Regions from separate parts of the Mus musculus genome. Here region 2 is linked to region 1. The links are chromatin contacts, called in public Hi-C maps. All regions are on one chromosome and are shown on one strand. Each heading gives the region's core, a stretch centred on a gene start, on an enhancer-like site or on the middle of the called end of the contact. The rest is flanking DNA. Distances are from core to core; before and after follow the strand shown.

The links. Hi-C and Micro-C count contacts between places; a contact is called where the count stands out from the background.
Region 2: a Hi-C map of cortical neurons shows a contact between it and region 1, with 2.1 times the contacts expected there. The contact joins two enhancer-like sites. A contact is called at or near these places in 8 of 484 Hi-C or Micro-C datasets (the C3H10T1/2 cell line, cortical neurons, embryonic fibroblasts and 4 more), 1 of 115 datasets of contacts at active chromatin or transcription factors (embryonic stem cells) and 1 of 9 other capture datasets (embryonic stem cells).

Annotation. Positions count from the first base shown.
Region 1 is chr10:69,507,536-69,512,610 of GRCm38.p6, reverse strand. No RefSeq gene overlaps it. Among named protein-coding and RNA genes, the nearest start is that of Ank3, 24 kb to the left of the region's middle. Within about 2 kb of position 1,975, at least 10 of the 459 cell types and tissues checked have an H3K27ac peak or open chromatin away from gene starts, as enhancers often do. A contact at or near this core is called in cortical neurons, where this site is marked.
Region 2 is chr10:69,627,425-69,632,522 of GRCm38.p6, reverse strand. The region is part of intron 1 of Ank3 (ankyrin 3, epithelial); the gene reads right to left. Among named protein-coding and RNA genes, the nearest start is that of Gm33464, 67 kb to the right of the region's middle. Within about 2 kb of position 1,407, at least 10 of the 459 cell types and tissues checked have an H3K27ac peak or open chromatin away from gene starts, as enhancers often do. A contact at or near this core is called in cortical neurons, where this site is marked.

The DNA of each region.
Region 1 (5,075 bases), core at 726-3,225:
CTCGGCATCTTTATTCACCTATTAGGGATAATGTAGGGGGAGGCAAGGTTACATAGCATCATTTGGGTCTACATGAGAATCTCCTCATCCCTGGGGGCAATTGGTGCCAATGTTTAGCATTACAACACATAGCAACAGACTAAGCCTCAACAAAATATATCTGTAATAAGCTGGGAAATGATCAACTACTCCAGGCTCATGATTGACACGGAAATGAAGATACAACTCAAGTAGTTCACGATTATATTTAGCGAATAGAGCAATGTTACACATGGAAAAATGTTGCCTTATCCACACGGGCAAACCCCAGTCCTGTCCCTATCTGTCTTAGTTAGGGTTTTACTGCTGTGAATAGACCATGACTAAGGCAACTCTTATAAGGACAACATTTAATTGGGGCTGGCTTACAGGTTCAGAGGTTCAGTCCATTATCATCAAGGTGGGAGCATGGCAGCATCCAGGCAGGCATGATGCTGGAGGAGCTGAGAGTTCTACATCTTCATCTGAAGGCTGCTAAAAGAATACTGACTTCCAGGCAGATACAATGAGGATCTTAAAGTCCATGCCCACAGTGACACACCCACTCCAACAGGGCCACATCTTATAGTGCCACTCCCTGAGTCAAGCATATACAAAACATCACAAACAGCACGTCCTCTTAACCTCTGAGCCATCTCTCCAGCTCCTCTCGTGGTCTTTAAGTTGACTGGGCATTAGATATGTACTTTACGTAAATATTACGTGTGAAAGTACATGATTGCACCAAGCATTGAAGCTCACAACTGGACTCCCAGCCCTTGGCAGGCAAGTTGCAGGCCAGCCTGAGCTACATAAATTGTTCAAAGCCAGTGGACCTACATAATGAGTTTAAGGACAACTTAGGCTACACAGTGTGTTTGTGGTGAACCTGAGCAATATAGTAAGACTCTGTCTCGATAGATAGATAGATAGATAGATAGATAGATAGATAGATAGATAGATAGACAGATAGACAGATAGACAGACAGATAAAGAGATGCATGGATGGATAGATGCATACATACTTACATGCATACATTTATACATACCACACAGGTAAAAAATATATTTTAAATATATTATATTGATTTATTTTTTTTAATGTGTGTTTTGCTACATATGCCTGCTGCCCCTGGTGGTAAGAAGAGGGCATTGGATCTCCTAGAACTAGAGTTATTAGATGTTGTAAGTCACTATCCAGATGCTGGAACCGAGCCCAGGTCCTCTGAAAGAGCAGCAGGTGCTTTTAACTCCCAAGACATCTCTCCATCCTTTAAATATACATTTTTGAAGTTAGTTAGTATGTTATAGAAATACCCCTTAATTTTTTAGAAAAAAAATTAATCCACAGTACATAAAAAACATTCAATCTAAATTGGGAAAAATTCTGGCCTTAAAAATCCAACTATTTAAATAAACTCATTAAAACTCTTATTAGATAATTGAAAGCCAATGTGAATAATACACGTTATATGCATATATGAAACTGTTAAAAATTAAAATGAGAAGAATCAACCAAACAAACAAACAAAAAGAAACTCTCATAGACACCTTATCTCTTCCATGCATCCTGGAAACAGATCATTTGATAGAATGTTGTTTTACAGACCCCTGGTAGACCAGAAGGCTAGATTCTCCAAATTTATGGGGCATACATATATATGTAAGTTTTTTTAACCAGTAAATTATAAAAAGATTATTTACATAAAACATTGACTCCGTATCACATAAAAAGATTCACAGTGAATATAGTTTTTTTCTGATTTAAAAAGAATGCTGCTATTTAAATGCCTTCTTCAAACATTTTAGCATTCCCACCCACTAAAGATAGCCCCCAAAATGTGGGAAGACAAAATTGTTAAGCCAACTGTTCTTTTGCAGACACGTAGACCAGGGGCCTGGGAAGCAGAAACTCTGAGGAGATGACTGGAACAACCTTGCGGGGGGTGGGAGGGAATCTTTGTGAATTCCTCCTCCTGTCAAGCAGTTCCTGCTCTTCCCCGACTGGGAAGCACTAAGATTAGAAATGACAAACAAGACAGAAACCAAATCACGTTGGCTGCCAAGCTGTCACACCAGGAACACAATGTAGAGATCCCGTGGCCATGTTTGGTTCATCTTCCCATTAGCAATCTATACACCGTTGATGCACCAATGTGCCGAGCATCCTTCGGCTGGACTTTCTCAGCTGCTTCTCTGTTCAGGGGACGACTCTGAAAGATGCACAGGGGCCAAGGAAGAGATAGGCAGGCTCACACTACTCTGTCCTTCCGATTTTTGGTATATGTGTTGTCATAGTACCATATCCCAGTAATCCACAGGTTGAAGCAGGAGGATTACCATGTGTATAAGTGAGTCTGGGCTATAAAAGTAGGAGTGGAGGTAGAGGGAGAAAGGAGAGTGGGAAGGGGGAAAGAGGGAGAGAAAGAGGGAGGGGAGAGACGGGGAGGGGAGGAGGATAGGGAGAGACAGAGACAGAGAGACAGAGACAAAGAGAAAAACCCCTGCTTAGGACAGAGGCACCAGATTACATGATGTCATTCCCCATCTCTGCCACTGCCACACCCACCCTTTCCTCCAGTGTCATTTCTGTCACTGAAATCCTACACAGTGTTGATGCTGTGACTCAGTAGAATATTTGTATCCATGCATGAAGCCCTAGGCTCAGTACCCAATACCATATAAAGCACACACCCCTGTAACGGCAGCATTTGGGAGGCAGATGCAGGAGGATCGTCCTCTGCTGCACAGTGAGTGTGCGGGCAGTATGGGAAACATGAACCACCAGGAAAAGAGAGAAAGAGAAAGCATCCTGCATGGCCCTCAAAACTCAGCCTGCAGCTAAGCTCCACGGGATACAGAATTTCCATGGTCTCCTGAGACGCTGAATTCCATCTTCCCTCACACGATCATGGGTAGTAAGCGCACAAGATAGATGGTGAGTAGAACTCTCATTCCAAGACCAGAGTTCAGTTCATAGGAAAAGGGTGATGCCCTGGCCATGCCTCCATACCATGTCACCTCGAGGGGAGCAGAACTCTACTCCCCTCTACTCTACAGACAGTCAAAGGACCGCAGGTGCAGGACAGCTTCAGTTGGCTTTGCAATTTCTTGGAACTCCATTCTGCTAAGAATAAGATCTCTCAACATGTTTGGTGGTTTAAAAATAACAAGAAAAAAAAACCCCACAATGTTCTTTTTTCTTTTTTTCTTTTTTTCTTTTTTTATAAGAACTGAAGCAATTGTCTGTATTTCCTGTTTACTTTCCTAATTCTTATCAGAGTCCCTGGAACGTTGTCCTTGCTTCTGGGTTTTAGTCAGAAAGATGCTCCAGCAGTATCTGGGAGATGAGGCTTTAGAACATGGAACAGAAAGCTAATCCTGTTATTGACGATGACTTAGAGAGGTCTTTGTTTGAAACTCAAATCTTGAAACCTAGATAAAAAGCTAGGCAGGAACGTGTGCCAGGGCTGAGGAGACAAAGGGGGGTGGGTTCAGGACCCCAGCTTAGCCTACTTGCTGAGTTCCAAGGCAGATTCTGTCTCTAAAGACAATGTGGGACTGATGGTATGGTAAGGGCACTGACTACAAAGCTTGACAACTTAAAAACCAATGCCCACAAGTTGCCTTTGACCTCTAGGTGTGTACAATGGCACACATTCATGGTTGCAGATACATCACATACACACACACAAATAAATAATTAAAAAGATGTAGATGGCTCCAGAGGAACCAGACCTGAGCTAGTGGAGTGATAACCAGTGTTGCCCCTCTGACGTCCATGTGTGTGATATGTACACTGAACATACACACATGCATTTATACCCCTAAGAACACCAAGACACAAACCAATCAGCAATCCAGCAACATTGTATCAAAACATAATGATGTGCCCGGCATCTTGGTGCACGCCTTTAATCCCAGCACTTGGGAAGCAGAGGCAGGCAGATTTCTGAGTTTGAGGCCAGCCTGGTCTACAGAGTGAGTTCCAGGACAGCCAGGGCGACACAGAGAAACCCTGTCTCGAAAAACCAAAACCAAAAACAAAACAAAACAAAACAAAAAACAAAAACCATAATGATGTGAGACATCAGGACAGAGTATCAACTCAACTCACTTACTACTACACAATTTAAATGTAGCCAGGCCAACCATCAGATCATCTGTGACAGACAGCATGGCAGACAGCTTTATCACCAACATCCTCAATTTTGGCAATATTCATAAACTCATGTAGTGGTTTCTCTTCTTTTAAGGTAAACTTTTCCCTTTACTTTATGAATTACTTTATGAGTTACTTGGCAAAATGAAGTAGAACAAATGGACCCTTCATTATATTACTGTTTCTTTATATAAGAAAGAAAATATCTCCTTTGAAATTTGAAATGAACCAATTGTTATAATGTTAATTTCCAAGTCCTTGCAAAATGAATCAGTATATTTGACTTAATTCAAAATATGGGAGTTGTAACTGGGTCTATTCATTTCAAGAAGAACTCACCAGGTCTTTTTATCGAATGGCATTTTATAGAAAAGCGTCCCCTAGAAAAGCAGATGTTTTCTCAGTGATTCAGAGTGAAACATCAGTACGTGGTCGAAAGGTTCTGCCACACTGAATATTTACAACCATTATGATACAGAAACAGATTCCCATGACTCATGTCAGAAATAGTGTTCCTAAGATGACGATTTCCTAAGTACTAATGGTAAATAGAAAGGATGACTAACTTCCTGGCTTGTTATTAACCCCTGAAGACGCATCCTTAAAATTGTGTGCTGAGGACCTGTGGCGGGCTGGTGAAATGATTAAAAAATTCAGAGCTTGTTCATTTGCCAAGGGTACTGCTTACAGTTCCCGTTGCTATGACACCATGCCTGAGAAGAAGCAACTTAAGGAAGGAAGGGTCCAATTGGGCTCACAGTTCTGTGGTCCAGTCAAAGCATGGTCATGAAGTCACGGCAGCTAGAACAAGAAGTAGCTGGTTGCTCGGCATCTGCAGCTGGCAAGCACAGAGAGACGCACAAACTGCTCCTTTACCTTCTCTGTCTTATTCAGT
Region 2 (5,098 bases), core at 158-2,657, 120 kb before region 1:
AAATGGGAAAAAAAAAACCCAAAACCTTTCTCAGCTTCATATGCACAACATCAGGGATGAATCCAGGGCGTGTGAAGGCTGATCACGGGGTCTACTGGTTCCTGCTTTGGCCTAGACTATTTAAAAACAAACAAAAAAATCTTTTAAAATACATAACCTACCTGAATAAGAATCCCTGTGTGTTATAGGTAGCAGGGCATCTGGTATAAATGTAAAAATCTGTAAGTATGTAATTATGGTTTAAAGACTACATGTTTACCTTGGGGTGGGGAAGCCTCTCTCCTCTCTCCCTTTGTCCTCTGCCCCTGACTCCTTTCTCTGATGTTTTTTCTACTTGTAGAAAAAAATATATATACCGATATGAAATCAGACTCTATTTCTGACAGTAGGGTATATGAGAGGGCCACACACACTTTATATAACTAAAACTACCTCAAAAAGAAACCTTTTCTGGTATGGTCAGGCCCCAAGCTCCCTGTCTTGCCTTTTGAAAGTATATGTTACTCAGGAGCTGCCACTGAAGTCGACTTAAGAAAAATTTTCAAATAAATAAATAAATAAATAAATAAACCCTCCCAAAACTAGAGGCAGATTGAAAATAGCAGGTCTGGAGAGATGGCTCAGCGTTTAAGACGTTGCTCTCCCAGAGAACCCCGGTTTAATTCCCAGCAACCAACATGGCAGCTCACAACTGTCTGTAACTCCAGTGACAGGGCATCCATGCCCCCTCACACAGACATACATGCAGGCAAAAGACTAATGCACATTAAAAATAATAAATCATTAAAAAAATTTAAAAAGGAGCAAAACACAGCATAGTCACCCATGTGTCAGATGCCAAGGGAAAGTGACACCAGGTGACCCCAACCTCAATCATGTTTCTATGAGAGCAAATGGCCACCTACCAACAGAATCCTCGGGGAAAGATAAACATGTGACCAACTGCAGCAGGCCAAGCTGTGCTGCATGGCCACTTTATATAAATCCAAGCTGAAAATATTAACCAATGTAACCATGGTTACTGGTTAGAGATAAGAGCTTCTATTTCTTTCTTTCTTTTTCTTTCTTCTTTTCTTCCTTTCTTTTTTTTTGTTTTTTGTTTTTTGTTTTGTGTGTGTGTGTGTGTGTGTGTGTGTGTGTGTGTATGTGTCTGTGTTCATAAAATCTGGCTTTGGTTTGTCACATCAGCTCTTTAAACCTGTTCTAGCCTTCTTCCAGAATCAAGAAGATGCCTCGAATTTCACCCATTTAAGACAAAAGTGAGTTTATTTCTGTACTATGCACATTTTTTTCCCTCCTATCCCAAGGGAATGCATTTGGACAAATCCCTCTGGGAAAGAGACTGCAGGAATCATTTCCATACGAAGCCCTCACAGTCAGCAGATCAGCAGATGAAGCCTGTTGTCAAGGATTTTTTTTTTTCTCTCAGAAGACGAACTCTTACCAAGTGACAAACACTCCCAGTTACATGCTAAGAACATCTTCAGTCCTCCCAGATTCTAGCCATCCACCATCAGAATGCCCTGACCCATCTTCTCTCCGCCTCCCCAACTGGCTCCTGGCATGATTTACTTTCGCTAAGATTTGGTTCCATAGCAACCAGGAAGGCAACGAGCCTGCAGTTCAGCTCACCAATGACATTTTTTAAAGTTAGAGTTTTAAAACACCAAGACTACCTCTCCACATGACGGCAGACAAGAAAGCCAAAAGGGAAACAAGGAAACAAAGCTAAAAAAAAAAAAAAAAAAACCCATACAACAGGATGCAAACAGTTTCCTGTGTGGGCTTGTAGTTTCAATCCGAAGCTATGGAATGAAACGATGCTTGGATCTCTGCTGTGGGTGTCTCTATTAGGCTCTCAGAATCAACTGGCTTAATAACGTCCTTTTAAAAAGAGGATTTTACCAGCTGGGTGGTGATGACTCACACCTTTAATCCCAGCACTTGGGAGGCAGAGGCAGACTGATCTATGTGAGTTCGAGACCAGCCTGGTCTACAAAGCCAGTTCCAGGACAGCCAGGACTGTTACACAGAGAAACCCTGCCTCAAAACCCAAACCAAACCAACCAAACAAACAAACAAACAAACAGAAAGGACATCACCTGAACCTCTGAATTTGGACTCTAGAATGATCTTAGTCATGCAAAAGCGAGGGAGGGAAACGGGGTTTGTAGAAGAGAGGGATAGCTCTGAGACCCCACAATGCTGAGATTAGTGACGGTCAAGACACCCTGATGATGTGACTTACGTTCTTATGGGCTTGATGGCAACACAATTCGCCTGGGCGTCACTAAATCCCTACTGGAAATAAGAAGTTTGACGGATTGCATTTGGAGAATGATTAACAGTCAGAAATACAAAGAAACTGTCCCAGATAAAACAGAGTTTCATTTTGAACTTCAATCTCCTACCCATGGCTATCCTGCTATTACTCACTATACCACTCACTGCAAAAAAGTATGTACACATTCTTGCTAAATGCTTCTCATGAAGCTTACAGAGGTGACTTCCAAACTGGCAGCAAGAGTATTGAATTGACAGCCAAGCACTAAGATACAAGTCACCTTGATAGCAAAACTAGTATTTTGTGGAACCTATCAGCCCGTTACTCAGTGAACCCTCTGGGGATGCAGCAGGGATAGCAGACAGCAAGAACAGGAGTTATAGCTGAATTCAAATCAACAATTTAAAGGAATGTGTGTGTGTGTGTGTGTGTGTGTGTGTGTGTGTGTGTGTGTGTGAGATGGTTTGTATATGCTCCACCCAGGGAGTGGCACGATTAGAAGTCATGACTTCATTGGAGTAGGTGTGTCACTGTGGGTGTGGGCTTTAAGACCCTCATCCTGGCTGCCTGGAAGTCAGTATTCTGCTAGCAGCCTTCAGATGAAGCTGTAGAACTCTCAACTTCTCCTGCATCATGTCTGCCTAGATGCTGCCATGCTCCCACCTTGATGATAATGGACTGAACCTCTGAACCTGTAAGCCAGCCCCAATTAAATGTCCTTTATAAGAGTTGCCTTGGTCATGGTGTCTGTTCACAGCAGTAAAACTCTAACTAAGACAGTGTGTGTGTGTGTGTGTGTGTGTGTGTGTGTGTGTGTGTGTGTGTATAGACATGTGCAAGCACACACACATACAAGCCATGAAGGGCCATTACCAGCAATAAAAACACTCAGACACTGAGTTTAGCTCAAATGTGGCCATCTAATATAAAAAAAAATTTTTTTAAAATCTATGTAGAATGCCCTTAAAAAGCCCAAGAGTTCCTCACACAAAAATTATCAAAATGAATCAAGTCAGTAAAGACAGTGGGGGTGATCTTTTGGAAAGACCATACAGGGAAAACTGTATCTTCCTGTTTTGTTTGTTTATTTCCTTCAATGTACAGAGAATAAGATGAAGGCAGAGGCTGGCAGTAAACTGACAGAAGCTTCCAAGGAAGGAAACCCCAGAACAAGACAAAGGCAGGTGGCCATGCGTGGGTCAGAAATTGATTACAAACACGTAATCAGCTGTCATTACTCACTCAAAGGAATGTACTTTAATGAGACATGAAATTCCAGTGGTGATTTAGGGAAAAGTGCCAGGGAGGAATGGATATTCTAGCAGGGAAAATGTGTACCGTTGCTGTGCAGTGCCACATGTTGGTGACACGTGGGAGACACTTGAGGAGGGAGTTGCTAACACAAGCCACTCCTAGCAAGCCCACTTGAGCCTGTCTTTCGTCTGGTCCACCGGGGTCCTGCAGGTGATAATGAGGTCCAGACTGCAGACTTCAGAAATCTGTTGTTTCTGATTCTAGCTGTGTTCATGAGAATCCTTTCATCAATGCTGAAAAAGAGCTATAGGTTTCTCAGTATAGATGGGAAGGTTTTATGTCACAGTAGAAATGAGAATGGAAGAGCTGGAGAGATGGCTCAGTAGTTAAGAGCACTGGTTGCTTGCTCTTCCAGAGGTCCTGAGTTCAATCCCCAGCAACCACTTGGTGGCTCACAACCATCTGTAAGGGGATCTAATGCCTTCTTCTGGTGTGTCTGAAGATAGCTACAATGTACTCATGTAAATGAAATAAATCTTTTAGAAAGAAAGAAAGAAAGAAAGAAAGAAAGAAAGAGAGACGGAGGGAAGGAGGGAGGGAGGGAGGGAGAGAGAGAGAGAGAGAGAGAGAGAGAGAGAGAGAGAGAGAGAAAGGAAGAAAGAGAGAGAGAGATGTGAGAACTGAACAGAGTGCCTAATGAGACATCATGAAGTTGCCATTGTAACTCTGTCCCAAAGCTGACAGCAATGGAGGAATGCTAGCATTTCCGTTAGGCTACTACAAAGACTGTTCAGCCTCTCTCTCTCTCTCTCTCTCTCTCTCTCTCTCTCTCTCTCTCTCTCCTCTCTCTCTCCCTCCCTCTCTCTCTCATGTTCTCAGCTGGCCTCTTCTCTTTTTCTCTCCTCTCTCTTTCTGTTCTTCTCTGTCCCCCTCCCCCTCTGCTTCTACCTCCCCTTCAAGGTCCCAAATAAATTCCCTTTTATATTAAAAAAAAAAGCTGACAGCTAAGTTTTCAATTCACTTGAGATGGAATTAATTATGATTATCTCATCAAGCATATACAGGTCACTTTTTAAAACAATTTTTTTCCGCCCTTCTGGTCTGCACCAGCACCAGGTCACCTTGGGCTCAGAGTCAGCGGACATCCCCAAGGTCCCGAGAGGACTCTCCACTAGCTCTTCCAACCACCAGCCCTGTTTCAGGCCTTCATCTTCTGCCAGGAGGCAGGTCCGAATGCCAGATATCTGTGCACTTTCCCTGCAAGAGGAAAGCTTGCCTGCAGAGAGTGCTCAGACCACTGAGACTCAGGAGAGAGTCTCCCAGGTGTGTTGACAGAGGCTAACAGAATCACGGGAGGAACAAGCTCTAACCAGAGACAACTATAACAACTAGCTCCAGAGATTACCAGATGGCGAAAGGCAAACGTAAGAATCCTACTAACAGAAATCAAGACCACTCACCATCATCAGAATCCAGCACTCCCACCTCACCCAGTCCTGGTCACCCCAACACACCCGAAAACCTAGACCCGGATTTAAAAGCATATCTCATGACAATGGT